Regions from separate parts of the Zea mays genome. Here regions 2 and 3 are each linked to region 1. Evidence: chromatin contacts called from public Hi-C data. All regions are on one chromosome and are shown on one strand. Each heading gives the region's core, a stretch centred on a gene start, on an enhancer-like site or on the middle of the called end of the contact. The rest is flanking DNA. Distances are from core to core; before and after follow the strand shown.

Evidence for each region. Hi-C and Micro-C count contacts between places; a contact is called where the count stands out from the background.
Region 2: a Hi-C map of leaf shows a contact between it and region 1, with 2.5 times the contacts expected there. The contact joins the promoter of LOC100283053 here to the promoter of LOC100194397 in region 1. A contact is called at or near these places in 3 of 25 Hi-C or Micro-C datasets (ear, endosperm and leaf).
Region 3: a contact with region 1 is called in a Hi-C map of ear, with 3 times the contacts expected there. The contact joins the promoter of LOC100276707 here to the promoter of LOC100194397 in region 1. A contact is called at or near these places in 3 of 25 Hi-C or Micro-C datasets (ear, leaf and tassel).

The regions. Positions count from the first base shown.
Region 1 is chr8:142,324,394-142,327,347 of Zm-B73-REFERENCE-NAM-5.0, forward strand. It overlaps LOC100194397 (RNA-binding protein), which reads right to left and starts at 1,517. Exons shown (of 6, transcript NM_001139427.1): 1 at 1,333-1,517; 2 at 1,158-1,232; 3 at 367-494. The coding sequence starts at 1,419.
Region 2 is chr8:142,564,605-142,567,558 of Zm-B73-REFERENCE-NAM-5.0, forward strand. LOC100283053 (1-aminocyclopropane-1-carboxylate oxidase 1) reads left to right here and starts at 1,483. Exons shown (of 3, transcript NM_001155955.2): 1 at 1,483-1,687; 2 at 1,807-2,051; 3 at 2,173-2,954. The coding sequence starts at 1,568. The coding sequence ends at 2,761.
Region 3 is chr8:142,487,030-142,489,983 of Zm-B73-REFERENCE-NAM-5.0, forward strand. LOC100276707 reads left to right here and starts at 1,452. Exons shown (of 2, transcript NM_001150431.1): 1 at 1,452-1,653. The coding sequence starts at 1,536.

The DNA.
Region 1 (2,954 bases), core at 267-2,766:
TTCCAAGCAAGCTTTTCTAAATGGAAAAGGAAAGCTAAACAATTGAACTTACTCACAGACATTCGCAACTACAAAGATAACTGCAACCTCATAAATTATATTACCATGTCTAGTCATGTATATATATGTACTGGCATTCCATGTGAGTATTAACCCAAAAAAACAAAACAGTCCCAAGCATGATTTATATCAACGGAAATTTTGAGAAGCGTAGAAATAAATAAACATTGATCACAACCAATACCGCTATGGTTACTTGGTTATAAGTAAATATGGTTTAGAACTATGGCATCGGCACTATTACTGCATAACCACCTGCAAAGATTATTGTGTATATACTAAGGGTAAGGGATCAAACTGGCACACCTACAGAACCAAGGAGGCCGTGTCGACAGCCCAACATTGATATCGACATCTGCATTTGGCTTTGGCTTATCTGCCTTACCCTGTGCACCATTGGATGGTTTGGTCTGTCCCTTAGGACCGTACTTCTCCTGAATGAAAACAAATACAGTACAAATGAGCACTGGATTGAATACTATAATTTGCACATATAACAATAGCCACATATTCTAACATAAGCCTTCATGGTTATAAACCTTCTACTGAAACTACCAATCCTAATATGAAAAGGAACAAATCAACCTGCAGATTCTAACTTCTAGATATAGCTTACCAACAATTGCAAGAAATGACCGTAAGAGTGTCAAGTTTATCCTAAGTCAAACGATGCTAAGTTTGAACAGACTTACAGAAAAGAAAATTAATATTTACGACATCAAATTAGCATCATTGGATATATTATGAGATATTATATATGTCAATACACTTCTCTATAAACATGGTCAACTTAGGGCAAACTTGGATCCCAAATATTTCAAGACAGAGGAAATATCAACAAAAATGAACAGGCATGCATTTCAAACAGTAGCGAAGCAACATTGCCTAGCCACACTAAAGTAGCAACAGGGGAGAAACAAAAAAAAACACCCACAATCCAAAGCAGCAGCAGTTCATAGGCAAGCCGCATGCTCAACATTTCAACAAAAAAACGTCAGATGCATATCGGTTCATTGAAATTGCAGAGACGAACAGTAAATTTCACACCACAGTGAGGATTGAGCAAGGAACTCAGAGAGAGGTGCGGAGGAACTCACGGCCTCGGAGATGCACTGGGTGTGCCCCTGCACGGTGTCGTGGCTGAATAACTCGCCGCAATCGATGCATGACAGCTGCGTCCGCGCAACAAAAACATCAATTAACCACCACGGCGCCAAAGATCGATCCAGAAAGGAACGGGGACATGTCAAGAGAGTCGGTCGCCGCGCCAACCTTGTACGCGGAGCAGGAGCGGAAGTGGCCGGCAAGTTTGGGCTTCTTGAGGTTCTCGCCACAGTCCTCGCATTGGAACCACACCATCGCTGATGCTCCTGAAAGCTTCTGGCGGCAGGAGGACGCCCCTCGCAGACGAAGCTTTGTTCGGGCGCGTATGCAAGCTAGGGTTTTGGCTGAAGGAGGCGACGCCGACAAGCCAGGGGCGCTCGCATTGGGGTTTTTGTGTGTGGCCCTCTCGAGAGTGGCGGAGGGGAAGCCAAAACTGACAGCCTATCATTCACTTGGAGGCCCATATGGCCAATCATTCCTCCTTTCCCTGGGCTTACTACTCCCTAGTCCTAGATTTGATGCAAAGTTTAGGCCTCATAGTTGTTCCCTCGATTTCAAAGAAAAAAGATACATTTGTTCCCTCGGGCCAAAATGTAGAAGAGGAGTAAGTGGACCTAGTGTTAGAAGGCTTCACTGGCTCTCCTATAGTGGCTCTACAATATTTGTTTTAGTGATTGATGAATACTAGTGTGTTACTAATGAATGCTTTAGGATATTCACATAAAATAGTCTCTTTGTAGCCACATGGAGGTTTTTGGCCTCAGAGTTAATATCTAGTATGTCTGCAAGGATATTTGTGAAGATTAACGATATTATTGTAAGGATCTGATCTCGCCTAGAGGGGATGAATAGGCTACCTATAAAAACTGAGCTCCAAAAATGATCAGAACTACAAGCGGCAGTGCCGCTTTGACACCCGGGACTGCCAGACAATTGCAGGGCACTAGCGCACATGCTAACTTGGTCATATTGACTTGAAACTTACTAAGTAACAACTATAACAGGTAAGCAATAGTGAGTAATAACTATAATAGGTAAGCACTCGTTTCTTTGAATATGATGCTCATTCTAAAACTTTAACAAAAATAGTAACAATAATCTAGGATAACAAATTATGTATATGATACCAAACCCTAAATGGTATGAACTGAAATGAGTAAAGTACACTAAATAGTAGGGACACAGCGGAATATGTATGTTTAAGTGAAACTCAAACATGTTGTCGGGAACGTGCCCGGCACTACCGCTTGGTGGGTGGCACTGCCGCGCGAAGTTGAATGCTCAAAACCAGTTGTGCCTGCAAGCAACACTTAAGTATGGACTTGGTATTGTCTAGTGTCAAGTCCACTAAGTATCTGCACTCGTAAATATGCACAACCAAGTATATCTAATGGAAAGCAAGTAATATAATTCAAAATGTAAAAGAGACAAGGCACAAGGATTTATCTCGTGGTAGAGCCGAAGTTCATACTTCATGACAAAAGTTGAAGGAGATGCTCCTCACCAGCTTCCAAGGCTTTCAGTCAAAGCCAATTACTGCACAAGCCTGTTTTAGTGTACCCAGGACCCAGATGAGTACCACTAATCATTCGTCCGAAGATTTCTTTGTCTTTGAGCCCAGACACAAGCAGTCCAGGACGACATTGTCATCGAGACCATAGTCAAAGGGCTTAGACCAGGGCCAGCAGCCCAATACTTTGCAAGAAAGCCTCCACACTCCCTTGAGAAATTATTGTAGAAGATGGACGAATCCATGAGGGTTGATAATGATTTCCGCTAGAAAAGGGAGG
Region 2 (2,954 bases), core at 233-2,732, 240 kb after region 1:
CCCTATAGGACAACATCAGTTCATATAGCCCTACCCCGACCGACCTCAGATGTTGGGATCTCTCAACCGCTAGTACACCCAGGAGCCTTCATTGCTTCGAGGGGGGGTGGGGGCAGCTCCCGCGGTCCTCCGTCACTGCTCCACTGTGAATATCGGTACACATACCCAGCGCGCGAGAACATCACACTATTTCATGTTTGGATGGATGGGTCCATAATCAGTTGCAGCGTAAATCGACCCGATCTCGTAGAACACTTCCTCCCCTCCCCTACTAGCGTAATTGGTTCCCTTAGGCTTTGTTTGGGTACTCTAGTATTGACCTCAATCCACATGTATTGATGTGGATTGGGGTGTAAATTAGTTTAAGTTACATCCCAATCCACCTCAATACAAGTGGATTGAGGTCAATACTAGAGTACCCAAACTAGGTCTTATGTGTCCCGGTGTCCGTAGCCGAACAAACATAGTGGTTTTAGTTCCTCTGGAAACCGTTAGCAAGTTGCGTTACCGTTCCGGTACTTCATGTTGAAAGAAAGAAAAACAACACCTCAATGTTATATTGTCACGAGTGACATCCAATCCTCTGCATAAAAAAACATAATAGCGGTTTTTTACGGTGTAGATGAGAAATTTTGACACGAAATGGGTAAAGTTATGATGTTGTGGCTGTGTCGCTGTTTTCCGCTAACCCGTGGGCGCGTAGGCTCGACCAAAACAACCACACCGTACCTGCGTGCAAGTGAAGGTGCCAGACAGCAACCGGTCCAGTTGGCCCAAATCGATCGCTTTCCATGTCCGTCGTCTATCTCTGCTGGTACTGCCTAGTACCTATATACTAGGATAGGAGGGATTTTCCGTGCCGATCCAGGCATAGCAACGGCACTACTCCGTACTACCAAGCAACGGCATTCATAACAGCGCAACGCAACACCCCCGCAGGATGGAGCAGCGGCGCGTCAGGCTCCGCCGCCCGTGCCGTAGCATGCACCCGATTCAGAGCCCCGTCGTCTTCGTCTGCTTGGCATCGTCGTCGTCGGCTCGTCGCCGCACATGCACTGGGTCCACACGCCAGCATCCACACCACACCGTGCCTGGCCGCCCATTGGATTTGGATCTCCCTCTGTGCTGCCCTTTGTGCTAGATCACATCGGCAGATTCGATGCTTCAGTCTGCAGAATTGAATAATCACCCGCTTTATCAGAGTACCAGGACTGACGCTACCTACGCCGCGTCCGGCCGGCGCGCTGTCTTGTCCACCCGGGCCGGGAAACGGAAACCTGCCATTCCAAACCAAGCAACACGAAACCGCGGGACGAAGTTTCGTTGCTGCTGCTACTCACTCCACTCCAGTCCGGTCCAACTGCTGCAGAATTCCACATGGAATGTGGGCTCCATCCAGCTTCACCCATTTCACCTGCAATGCAAGGTGTGTGTTTTTGGTGCGAATTCCAGTATAAATAGCCAGCTACCCATATACCTTCCTCTCATGCAGCAGCGAACAACACAAATTAAGTAGTGGAGTGTCAGAACTTGGGAGGCACAAATTAAGTACAAAGCAGTCTAATTAATGACGGGCCCGATGGAGATTCCGGTGATCGATCTCGGCGGCCTCAACGGCGGCGGCGAGGAGAGGTCGCGGACCTTGGCGGAGCTCCACGACGCCTGCAAGGACTGGGGCTTCTTCTGGGTAAGCAGAGCACCAACGAATGCTTGCAATTAATATTTGACAACTTCTTTCCATATGCATGCGCGCGGGCGTACGTACGTCATTATGATGCGCCGGCGCCGCTCGCATCCGCATCGCAGGTGGAGAACCACGGCGTGGACGCGCCGCTGATGGACGAGGTCAAGCGCTTCGTCTACGGCCACTACGAGGAGCACCTGGAGGCCAAGTTCTACGCCTCCGCCCTCGCCATGGACCTCGAGGCCGCCACCAGAGGTGACACTGATGAGAAGCCCTCCGACGAGGTGGACTGGGAGTCCACCTACTTCATCCAGCACCACCCCAAGACCAACGTCGCCGACTTCCCAGAGATCACGCCGCCGACACGGTCCGTATATATACTGCTGTGCTGCCTTCGTCGATTCGACCTCAATTAGTTGTTGCCGCACACCCACACACCATGCATGCTTCGTACGCGCTATCATTCTTCATCTTCATGTAACACGCAGAGAGACGCTGGACGCGTACGTCGCGCAGATGGTGTCCCTCGCGGAGCGTCTGGCCGAGTGCATGAGCCTCAACCTGGGCCTCCCCGGGGCCCACGTCGCCGCCACCTTCGCGCCGCCGTTCGTGGGCACCAAGTTCGCCATGTACCCGTCCTGCCCGCGCCCGGAGCTGGTGTGGGGCCTGCGCGCGCACACCGACGCCGGCGGCATCATCCTGCTCCTCCAGGACGACGTCGTGGGCGGCCTCGAGTTCCTCAGGGCCGGCGCCCACTGGGTCCCCGTCGGCCCCACCAAGGGGGGCAGGCTCTTCGTCAACATCGGGGACCAGATCGAGGTCCTCAGCGCCGGCGCCTACCGGAGCGTCCTGCACCGCGTCGCGGCCGGGGACCAGGGCCGCCGCCTGTCCGTGGCCACGTTCTACAACCCTGGCACCGACGCCGTGGTCGCGCCGGCGCCCCGCAGGGATCAGGACGCCGGCGCCGCGGCGTACCCCGGTCCCTACAGGTTCGGGGACTACCTCGACTACTACCAGGGCACCAAGTTCGGCGACAAGGACGCCAGGTTCCAGGCCGTCAAGAAGCTGCTCGGCTAAGCGAACAGCTGCAAGTAGGCAGAGGCAGCTTAGCTCGTGGACTATGCATAGTTTCAAGCTTGCTGCTTGCTTCTTGTTCGATCCATTGTCTGCATGCGTACTGTTGCGTGTTTAAATTTAGCAAATCTTATACGTAGTCGTTACTGGTACTACGTATTCTGTGGTTGACAATACATTGTTGCGGTTTAAGGGC
Region 3 (2,954 bases), core at 202-2,701, 160 kb after region 1:
TTTTGTAAACCGTGGGATCGGCTGATAAGAGACCCACCCGTCAGCGCTAGTACATGCACGTGTTTACGTGGTGGCGCAACCACCGCAACCACCGCACGAGGACCCACCTGTCAACGAGCGAGACTGCGCCCGAGATGATGTCCTCCTCACCTCACCCTGACATAGGTGCACAACAATTATATTAAGGGAGTGTTTAGTTCTAGGGACTAATTTTTAGTTCCTATATTTTATTTTATTTTAGTTCTAAGATTGCTAAATATAGAAACTAAAACTATTTTAGTTTCTATATTTGACAATTTATAGACTAAATTGAATAAAATGAAGGAACTAAACATTAGTCTCTAAAAACCAAACACCCTTTAAAAGAACACAGAAAACAAAAAATGGAGGCGGTGTGGGCCGCGCCAGCATCAGTGGCGGACCTAGGTTTTTTATATAGGGTGTGCCGTACGAAAAAAAATACAATTCTATATAATATATACATAATTTCATAGTAAAATCATTTTTCACCATCTAGCATACCAACCAGTAGGCAGCAGCTCCAACAGGAATTATAAGCTACAATTTTAATAGCAGCTAATAGGTGAATTTGCTTCCTTATATCAGTCCGTGTGCTCTCAAACGTGGTACACTATACCTGCTCGGTAAGCACACGATATGTTTCTCTCTTGGACTTCAAAAGAATCAACATAGCAAGTGGCGCACGCCATGATAGCTGTCAGGCATGCTGCAGCAGGGCAGCATTGGGCGGGCGCGCAGCAGCTGGTCAGCGCTGGGGCTAGGCGCGCGCGCGGCGTCCTGGCGGCGCTAGGTCTGGGCACAACGTCCTGACGGACGGCGGCTAGAGATGAGAATGCTGGTCGTGCTCGGGCTCGTTAGTGTGAAGGCTGAAGCGGGTATTGGTGGGCCGACTCCGGCTTAGGGTGTGCCGCGGCCCACCTGGACCCCTCTGTGGGTCCGCCCCTGGCCAGCATGGGTGCCGCAAGGTTGGACCGGCGGTGAAGTTTTTTTTGTTTTCTTTTTATTCTAGTAGAGATCTGATCTCAAATTCTAATATAAAGTGAACCCTAATTTTCAAATCAAATGCTACACAACAAGAATCCAGCTTGAGATGCATAAACTTGTTTTGTTTATTATTTGGTAATTATGTTGATCACTTAAGCATGGGGATTTATATGGTGAATAAATAAGAGAACACATACATCAGCTATATTTAATATCTCTATTCATCTAGAATTTTAGGTATTACAACTATAGTATTTTTTGCTCAGCTTTGTTCTTCTGATTTATAGCATTGGAAGGATAAAACTGACAAAAAAAAAACGAACAACAGCAAAACTAAGGACACCACTTAAAAAACCGTATTTTAAACTGTGTATTATCACGAGTAGGATTAAAAAAACTCCCAAACAGGACCTGTTGAACTGTCCTTGCTTCTAAACGGAGTGAGTAGCGATAGTGACGCAGTCGTCTTGCCGCCGCCGTCCCAAACGTCCGCGCGGTCGTCCTCGATCTTCCCGTACCATCCCGACGCGATGGCCGCCGGCGCGAAGCCCGATACCGCCGCGCCCCCGCAAGCGCCTTCGGCGGCGAAGGGGGTCTTCATGCGCCGCATCTTCCCCTTCCTCCTCGCGACGAACGTCTTCATCGGAGGTGAGAGGAAAATAAGTCCCCCTCGACCGATTTCTCCCCTCTACACCCTGTCTTCGACCTCTTATGCCAGTTCTTGCGCTTGCTGCAGTTACATTTGATGGGATTTGGTGCTGTTGGACCAGATCCCTAATGTTCCTCGGCTTCACTTTGTAGATTATGGACCACGAATATTGCGCAGCTGACACTAAGTGCATAGACGCTAGATGTTGTCACAATCACAAATGATTTGCGCTTGTGGTAGTTTTACCCAATGATTGTGCGATTAGATCACATCAGGTTGGTCCTGGTGCTTCTTGCAAAGATATTTCATTTGTCTTGTATAAGTGCTGGGGTTGGTGGCTGGAACTTTGTTCCGTTATCTAAAAAATGCTGGGGTTGGAATTGGATGGCCTGGCATGTCGTGGTTAATTTGTGGATGGTAGAAAACGGAAATAGATTGGTTTATTTATCTTGTGCCATCGACGTCAAACGGAAATAGATATGTTTAGCGCGTAAGATATTTTTTTTCGAAAGGACGGCAAGAGGATTGCCGAATATATTAATAGAAGGAGAAAAAACCAAATACAGGGACTACTGGCCAGCAAGGTACCAACTACAGCCAATTCAAGAAAAAAGAAGAGAGCGAAAAGAAGAGAAAAAAAAAGAAGAAAGAACCACCGCTAGAGAACTCTCTGATCAAAAGAAAGAGAAAGCCGCACTGTATTGTAAGACATCCTCCTTGATTTGATGGGCGACGACAAGTTGATCATTCCCGGAATTTTAAAAAATTCGCCTATTTCTTTCTTTCCAAATATTCCACCAAAAATAGACTACTAGCCCGTCAAATAACCTTCGTCTTGGCTTATCAATTCTGAGTCTACATCTTCTCCACCAAGTATGCAACTGGCCATCATAGTTTAGGTTTGCTAAAGAGTTGAGATTGGTCCAATGTAACAAAGTCCGCCAAATGCTTTTTGAGTAACTACAATCTTTGCACAGGTGACTCGGGGTTTCCGGATCTATGTGACAAAGAGGACAAATAGGGTTGTGATCCCATCCCCTCTTCTGCAAATTGTTAGCTGTGAGGATCTTTTCATGTAGGAGCGTCCACGCGAAAAAACGGCATTTAGGCTCCGCTTTTGCCTTCCATATTGCTTCAATTTTGATTCTAGACATGCTTCCATTGAACTGAGCTTGGTAGGCGCTACGGGTAGAGTATTCGCCATTGGCAGTCCAGCGCCATAATATTTGATCTTCATTTTCAACGTCCCTTACAACGTCACTGATGGCTTCCCACAGTGCCATCAATTCTTGAATTTCAG